2 separate regions of the Gasterosteus aculeatus genome follow, and region 1 is linked to region 2. The links are chromatin contacts, called in public Hi-C maps. All regions are on one chromosome and are shown on one strand. Each heading gives the region's core, a stretch centred on a gene start, on an enhancer-like site or on the middle of the called end of the contact. The rest is flanking DNA. Distances are from core to core; before and after follow the strand shown. Region 1 overlaps LOC144383549 (a long non-coding RNA gene). Region 2 overlaps trps1 (trichorhinophalangeal syndrome I).

Region 1 (4,348 bases), core at 961-3,460, 180 kb before region 2:
ATAACTAGTGTGTGTGTGTGTGTGTGTGTATATATTATATAATATATATATAATTTCTATTCAAACATGTTTTTTCCCTTTTCAATCTGTGAACAACTGATATTTTCAAAGCAGCATGTGCGGACATCTTCCAGCGTGCACCTCACAGCGGTCGACTGACAGGTGGATGGTCCGGGCTGAAAACAGCACGATCACAAACAGAGTTTGGCTCCAGCTGTGAAGAACATGTATATAGATTTCATGTTGTATTTTTTCACAGCCCAACTCTTGAGCAACATTTAGCAGAACTTTTGTCAAGCAACACACAGACGCAGCGAAAGATTGGATTGATTACTAACATTTGCGTGGAGATCATCATCATTAATTATGCAATTGTTGAAGTAGTGTACTCGCTGGTACCGGGTTCTTGGACGTTTTAATTGCTTGGTGCCAGAAGCCAGGCTGATAACACTGCAACATGTTCTGTCGCTGTGGTTTGTGTGGCAGCGCAGTGATGACTCACATTTATGTTCCGTCACTGACGTGATTTCTCTCTCCTATAGGCCACCATCAGAAAGTCTCTTTACAGCGCTGCTGTTCAAGCAGTGGATTGTGTGGATGGTAGTGCGCTGCTTGCAGGATGTCTCCAGTGCGGTTCTGCAGTATCTTTGGGGACATTTGTGCATTCATTGAATGCAGAGTTGAAGTTAGAAAAGGTTCTTGATTTAGAACAAGTAATATTTAGGTCCCTGGCCGGCACTAAAAAGTATTGACATTTTCGCATACCCTGCATGCAGACACACACATAGTTTGAAGGATAAACACAGCCAGCAAGACGCGCACATGGAGCGAGACTGACGGACAGTCACACACATTCATATTTGCACGGTGAAAGGCAGAAATAACGATAAGCTCTAAAGAGGCGTGTAAATGCTATTTCAGTTTGCTTCGTGTGCAGTCTTATTTTTCAGTGTGGGTGCCCATATATATGTGTGCGGGTGTGGGTGTTTTTTTCAGTGTGTGCTTGTGTGTGCAATGATGTGGGTCGTGTACTCATGCCAGGAGTGTATTGTTGTCACCTAAGGCCCTGTCGCATCATTTGTACGGTTTCCACACTGACTGTTGCACACACACACATGCACAAAGTAGTGGCAGGTGTCTACCTCGTCAGGAGAGCAAAGCAAGAGGTGTGCCTCTGTGGATCTGCCCGCATGTTTGTGTGCTTGTGCACGAGCACAGGTGTGAGTCGGTTGATAAAGTTTATCAGCTCAGGGCACGTTGCTGTCGGCAACCCAGTGTTGTGAAGGGAAAAGGCCACGCAGACAAAGTGTGTTCATGTGTGTGTCACACAAACACACATGCATAGACACACAAACACACACACACATTGAAGTATAGATTTAAATCCACTTTGAAGAGAAAGAGGTGTCATTATATTCAAAAGCTGATATTTCACAGTACAATGTCTGCAGCGCCTGAAACATCCCATTTTTGTAAGTGAAATGATTGTAATAGACACACAAACAACAACAACAACAATATACACAAAATACCTCTACATTCTGGTCAAAGCCACATTTTCAATGTCTGTAAACCAAATCCAAACATCTTCCTATGCAACTATGTGGCTGCTATTTTCAAGTCTGCACACAGATTGTCCACTACATCCCAATAATTAACCCTCTGTCAAGCAAAAATACTCACCCAGCATTTCCCCTGACTGGCACAGATCGACTTGACTTATTAGTTGGCAAAAGTTGTGGATAGCACCTGCCACTTTCTTTTTTTGGTTCCACCTTAGTTGAGGTTCCAAGCTGATACTAGACCGTTGTGTTAAAACCCTACAGAACGCTGGCTGGTCAGATAGAATCATCACTACTCGTCTCCCGTGCGTCGCGGGACATGCCCAACAAACCCACGACTTACCCTCACCGTTGGCACGGAACACGGTTCAGGCTATTGGCTGGTGTGTAGATTTGTTGGTGTGTAGATGCGGCACCCTGGAGACACACAAGTCGAGTTCCTGTGTGCCGCTTCCCACCTGCCGAAATCAATGGGAGGCTGTTTGCCCTGCATACGGCTAACAACCCCGGCCCAGGCTCCCTTAAGGTGGACTGTGATGTGGAACAGCTATTTTCAGTTTGGTGAAGAGCTGATCCTCTAAGTTTATATATATATAATCGTATAGATGATTAAACAAGTAGACTTGCTGAGTGATTGTATGTATGGCCGTGTCAGTTTCAGTTTCAGAGCGGTGTTGCCATGGCGATCAGTTAAGAGATCGGCCTACATTAAAGGAGTCTCCTCTGCTGTGGATATGGGATTAAAGTGCCTGGTACCTTGAGGAACATATAACCCTATCATGCAGTGGACATTTAATGCAGACCACTTAAATAATTAACCCAATTGATTTTACTGCCACGCTATATTTACATGTTTAGTAAGGTGAGTATCATCATTGGCCCATGCAGAAAGGTTTGACCCCAGCATTTGACTGCTGGTCAGAGGAATCCACAGCGACCAAAACCTTTTGACTTGCTTGTAAAATTTGTGGGAGAAAAATGTGTTTCCTCCCGCCTGCTACTGAAGTGCCTCTGAGCCAATTGACCTTCAAGTGCTCCAGTGGCTCCGTGTCTAAAAGAGCATGACTATACACTGGGCAGCTCCCAGCTGAGCGGAGAGTCACAGCAAACCTCTGAAACTGCTCATTGAGAAAAATATTGTTGTTTTTGTCCACAAGACCCTTTGTGCGTGGTTCCCTCAGCCCTCTCTTGTCCACGTCCATGATGTTCCATGTAAATCAACCAGACATCCTCGAACTTCATGCTTTCCTTTCCGGCAAAAAGAACAACTCTTTAGTTCAAGCATAAAAAATGTGGAGATCTGTTATATGATATCAAATAGATATTGCCCTGATAAAGTGAGTTGGGTATTGGCCATGAAGCACCCTTTCCACATGAAGTACTTTGTGTCGATATCATTATAAAATTCAGTGCTATCTGTTGAATACATTTGTCCAGGGTGAGCTGCTGACAATTTAGTGCCATATTATTCTCTGGCCCCATTTTCCTTACAAAATGCAATCATCCAAATGGGTTCCACACACTAAGGTTAACATATTTTAAAATATAGAGAGAAACAAAACACTGGTTGATCCCAATAATGGACGGCTGCTCATTGAGATGCATACTTTACTTACTGTCAGAGGTTTCATAGAGCAAACTATCAGTTTGAAAAATAATTATCTGTATCCGTCGATAATGAACGTTACTCATCTTGTTCTTCCTCATTCATATTTCCACCCTCCTTTCTACTGATGAGGGATTGCACACAAGAGTAGCATTAGTTTTGACAAACGAATATGTAGAAAATAAAATGATATTGGCAATGTCCTGAGAGGTCAAATTAATGTTGAATAAATATGTTATCATAAACTCATGTGATCCCTTGGGTTTTATAAGATTAGCTTTCTCTCCTATACCCCCTAATCTATATCATGAGTTCGTATTATGGATGTTGAATTTAAATAAAGAAGATACTCATCAGTCTTGCATTAAAAAGGATGCTGATGTGCAGCCGACTTAAGATTGTCCCACGTCTGAGCATCCTTGAAAGCACCACAAAGGACACTTGCGAAACAGTCTCTACTTTCAGCTGCAGGATACCATGCAATGATAATGGTGATAAAAAAGAAAAAGGAAAAAATAAGGCTGATTAAATGTCGCTGTGATGGATTACCCACCTTAGCAAGTTTCAAGTATCTGCAGATCTATCTGCATAACATGTCAGAACGAATGCCTTTTTTTATTTTTTGGTCAAAATGTACAGGAGCCTCACTATCCTCAAAGTTGAGGTTTGAATGCGGCTCTTGGGGTTTATCATGTGACCTCGTCTTTGTGTCTCCATCGTCTATCACAGTGGACGCCACTGACTCACTAACTCACTAAAATGTTCACTAGATGGCACTGTTGCCATATCTCACCTCACACACACACACACACAGCATTTTCTGTCTTCCTCTCTCTCTTTGACACACATGCATGCCCTCCCTTTCTCCACCGTCCCCCCCCCACACACACTCACCTTCCCTCCTATCAATCCGCTGTAACGTACCCTCATTATTATTATAAAAACAGACTCCCAGTAATACCAGAAACCGTTGTTAGAGCAGCCAAGTGATGGGAAATCAAAAAAAGGATTTACAGTAGGCGAGCAGTATTGTGTGATTCAGGAAATTATAAAACGCAGCAGCATGCGGCCGTGTGCTTCTGCAGAGACCGACTCAAACCGCTTCACGTTCAAACACTTGAATGTGAATAGAGTTACGTTCTGTGAACCAGAATACATTTTCCTTTTGAAGAAGTCCTCT
Region 2 (4,640 bases), core at 933-3,432:
CATTCACTCGTGCCCTTGTTTCTAAAACAACACCGGCTGCAAAGTGGCCCCGACTGTGAGACCGATTTGGGATTGATTTGACCGAGACTTTCTGAACTTCTTGAAGCCAGTTTCAACTGGTGAAACCGGAGAAATCCGGACCGAAGTGTTCTCTCCATCCATTTGGATCAAACCAAGTGACATTATTTTCTACCTTCCTCTGTGCCATCATACTAGCTACGTGCCTGGCTGCCTGCCTAACAGAACATTCATCTATTAACCTGCTTAACATTTATAATGATGATAATGGTAATAATAATAATAATAATGATTATGATGTTATAGGACAATACATGCAATTTGTTACACCCTTTTTCCTATATAATATGTTATTTTCTAAGGGCAAATAATGCTTCTTTTATTTGCAGGAAATGGTACTATACGGATTAGTTTATTTGTGTTTTTCGGTTTTCTTTTGGTCTGGTGTTGCCATGGAGAGTTGTTACATCGATCACGGCCGTCTAACAGAAATGGTACAGCAAAAGACGGGGGTTGCGTGTATGTGTGCATTTGTGTAGTAGCGTTTGTGTGTAAGGAACAAAGGATGTGTCCGTCCCAAAACCGAGGATTTAAACATTATGAAGGCTTGTGCTCGATATATCTGTACTCAGGGGTCACAAGTGTTGCACACCAACCCGCCTGTTTCATAGCATGTGACACGTTTTTTTTTTTTGTTTTTTTTTACAAGTACAGCGGTCTAACGGTTTTGGCATGTTCCATAACATTCTTTCTTATATGTTCCTATTGTGTTCTTTATGTGTCAATAGGTCAAAATGGACTTAGTATGTAACTTTTTTTTCTGTTTGTCTTCACATGGTTTTATAGGGAAACTTACCAGACCTAAACGTTCTCATAAGGATCAATTATTTGCATTAACTGAATGAACTTTTGCTCTGTATTGAGTCTACAGAACTCCTTGCCTACAGCGTTTGACGCAGCCTATCGTGTATATCTGCGAGTGTGAGGTTACCTCTATGTAGCATGTTAGCGTCTTATGAAATCTGCAGAATACGTTGCCTTTTTCTATGGATGGAAGCTGTTCCACTTTTGACCTTAATAATACTGAACAGACACGAGACGTCATTGTAAAGTTACATTTTATATTTCACTGAAGGGAAATGACCATGTTGCTAACTCATCCCACTTCTCTGCCATTCGATACCAATGTTTGGATTCTAAAATGTTCTAAATTAAGAAAAAGACCTGCCTGATACCTCTTCACCGTTTGTTTTCAATAGTCATGACAGGCAGGTCCTCAGAAAAAAGGAGCAACACAGTGGCCATCTTGTTTATTTTTATAAAGAGAGAATCACTCCTTCTGCCTTGCTGCCTTAGTTTGCAAAAAAAAAATGAAATCACCAAGAGACTCTTTGAAAGAAGTGTTAGTAGGCCAAAAGAAAGACAAGAAGCAAGAAAGAATGAGAACAAGATATTTTTCTATGCTTATCCAAGAGACAAGAATGAAAAATGTTCCGCCTAGTGCCTGTTAACTTGTACAGTTTTTCTAACAAGTGTAACTTTCTGTGTCTAAAAGTATTGTCATCAGTCGGCTGATGAGACTCACGAGAAGTCTGACTGCTATATTTAATTCCCACGTACCGATACTATCATTATAATGCTTGATTGTCTGCTGTCTGGTTGATCAAATACTTATTATTTCTAAGTATTTTCAGCCTATGGGAAGATCTGTATGAGCATTTAAAAAATGAAGTTGGTTGCTATGGTAACTTTCAATCGCTAGTTATCTGGATGTAATTTTCTGCATGTATGTACACGAGTCTGTGGAAATGCTGAGACACACAGTACGCCTTGGTACCTTTAGTGTGAAAGTTGTTCTGTACTGTGGGTTTATATGCAGATGAATTATGACACGCAGTCAAGGTACCAGAAGGCCCAAATCATGGTAAATGTTTCCGTCTGCATTTTTGTTCTCTAAAGAGTTTGCTTAAAATCTTTACCATTCATGACTCTTCACACCGATGAAACTAATTCAAAAATGATGATTATGTAAAGAGAATCTGATTCAAATGGTGTTCAATCTATAGGAAATATCTTGTGCCAATGTGTTTAAGTTTATTTTATGTTTTTGGGGCTGCTAGCATAATGAAATCTGTTTACATTTGAAAATGTAGCAAAAGAAAAGAAGCAGGAATGAAGCAGTGCTTCCTTAAAAACCAGAACAAAAGGAAGGGCCGGCGGAGATGGATAGAACGGTGCCTTTGAAGAAAATATGAGCAGACGGTAGATAAAGAGTAGCTAACAAATCTAGGTTAATGGATCCATTTAGCCTTTCCTCTGTTGTCTTGTATCCGTGTCATCTAATTTGACCAAGACTTCTCCATCTCATCTTTCCTCATATCTGAGCACCTGTTTCTCCAACCCACTGACTCCCTCCTCTCTTCTCCCGAGTAATGCACGTGGGACGGTATTTTGGTAATTCGGTCATGCTGTTGCTGACTGGCAACAGATTTACCCCAGAACTGACAACCTTTGTGCTCGTGTTTACCTTGCTGAGTTGCATCCCACTCAAATGGGCCGTGGGTTTGTTGAAAGAAATCTCAGATACTTGGCGAAACAAAGTTTTCAGATTTAGGTCAATTTGTTTGCCAATGGGACTCATCTAAGATACGTATTCCAAAAATGTCCTCCTTTAAACAATGAAACGTCCTTTTGCTAAAGATTGTAGGGGGATTTCTAGGAAAAGTAGGGCAAAGATATAAAAAACTGGATGAACTATTTATGTTCAATCGGAGTGATTCTGATGCCAAAATGTTTTAGTAGTAATCTTTTGAAACTTTCTAAGTAAAAAGAAAACGGCCTTGATAGAAGAAAAAAAATGCTCAAACACACACTTTTCATATAGTTGGTGCTCTGCAGAACCGTTTTCTATCCAGATGTCTTCTTCAGTGTTTATGCCAGCTTAGCATTAACGTCTCCCAAAGGTCAAGGAAGGACACCGCTTATGTCAACCATGCGTTTGTTGATGATGAGAACATTTCAGCTGGCTGTGTATGAAAATAGACAACATCATTGTTTATACTAATCCTGCAGTACACACTTAACGCCGGTGTTTTGGGTTTGATGGTATTCTACATCAGCGTTTACATGGGGGGGGATGGGGAGGTGGGGGGGGTTGACAAGTGTTCATTTTTGTCTTTCTCAGCATGCGTGGTGGAGAAGCATGCTGTTGCTTGCACTCCAGTTATTATGTTCTCATTGCAAAGGAACACAGAGACGCACGTTGGCTTGAGTGTACATTTTGGGGATGCACAGTAATAATCATGGGAGACAAGGGAGCTACAGGCCAGTTTACTATTGGTCAGACACACATGCATGAACACACATCGACTATGTACATTTAACCAATATATTTTACTAGAATTTTGTCTCCTTTTAAGTTGTATGGCTTTGATATCATGTTTTGTTTCTTTAGGTTATTTTCTTTCTCATGTGTTTTATTCCGAACTCTTTCTGTACGTTATGTTTTCTGGTTTCATTTCATGCGAAAATGATATTTCAACATTTTTTTTGACCGCCAAGAAAAAGTTTGTTACACAGCTAAACTTGAAGAATAATGTTGACGATGATGACGATAATAATTAATAAAAGTAATAACAAACATACTGAAAAGGGGCAATATGAGTGGTTCATTCGTGAGTGATTTACTGTGACAAAGAGAGGAAGAGAATTAAATCCTGGATCAGGTTGAATCCACTCATCATGTGATCAAAGACTGGATAGATGCAATAGAACGATCCTAAAGCTTTAAACGTATCTCCTGCTGCGCCGCAGCATGTAGCCACGAGCGCCGCCTCTTTTTCCCACTTCACTTTTTCTACTTTACAAGCTTGCTTTTCGTCCTCGTACACGGTCAGTATTGGATTTTTTGCTGCTCACCACGTACCCCGGAGATCAGATGCATGTAGCACCACATCACGCTGTTCGTTTCAAGTGTTTTTTCGAGCAGAACACTCTGATGTGTCGTTAACATCGGCCGTGCTGTTTGACGCTGGTCTTAGGAAAGACAGTGGTTGACATGTTGTAGAGCAATTTATTGTCCCCGGCGGATGGATCCACTTGGTTTACTATAAATTTAGTATTTGATGTACACATGAACATTTTTCTGTACGGTCAACATTTTTTTTTTACAAAAAACAACAAATGTTTGCGTCTCAACATCATTTTAATGTCAACCCTCGTGTCCCTCAGGATACATTTCTATTTTGCCTACCAAGTCAACCAAGGATTTCAATATCCAGATTAGACATAAAATTCACTATTTAAATAGTAATTTACTGCATTTTACAGTCAAAAGGTCAACTCCCCAAACAAGACAATAGGAAGATTTCTCTGACGAAGAGGATTTTACCGACCCGGTCATCTTCCTCTGTCATTACAACGGCACAGAAACTTCCATTTAGTGCAACAGAATATCAATTATTTACATGTTCTGGGGTTACTGTTTATTTCATGGCAAAGACCTGAGAAAGCATTTGGACCTCAGCCAGAGGCTCATTTCTCATCACCGCACACAGAATCTTTTCAGAGGCTGTTTTAATTCTCCCACAATCCTCCTCTGGGCACGGGTACCATGACAGACT

The links. A called contact is a pair of places that touch in the nucleus more often than the background predicts.
Region 1: a contact with region 2 is called in a Hi-C map of skeletal muscle, with 4 times the contacts expected there. The contact joins two enhancer-like sites. A contact is called at or near these places in 3 of 6 Hi-C or Micro-C datasets (skeletal muscle and tail fin).

The regions. Positions count from the first base shown.
Region 1 is chr10:8,430,248-8,434,595 of fGasAcu3.hap1.1, reverse strand. The region is part of intron 1 of LOC144383549 (a long non-coding RNA gene); the gene reads left to right. Among protein-coding and RNA genes, the nearest start is that of LOC144383549, 5.1 kb to the left of the region's middle. Within about 2 kb of position 2,210, at least 3 of the 9 cell types and tissues checked have open chromatin away from gene starts, as enhancers often do.
Region 2 is chr10:8,249,608-8,254,247 of fGasAcu3.hap1.1, reverse strand. It overlaps trps1 (trichorhinophalangeal syndrome I), which reads left to right. Exons shown (of 12, transcript XM_078081432.1): 12 at 1-2,876. Among protein-coding and RNA genes, the nearest start is that of trps1, 88 kb to the left of the region's middle. Within about 2 kb of position 2,182, at least 1 of the 9 cell types and tissues checked has open chromatin away from gene starts, as enhancers often do.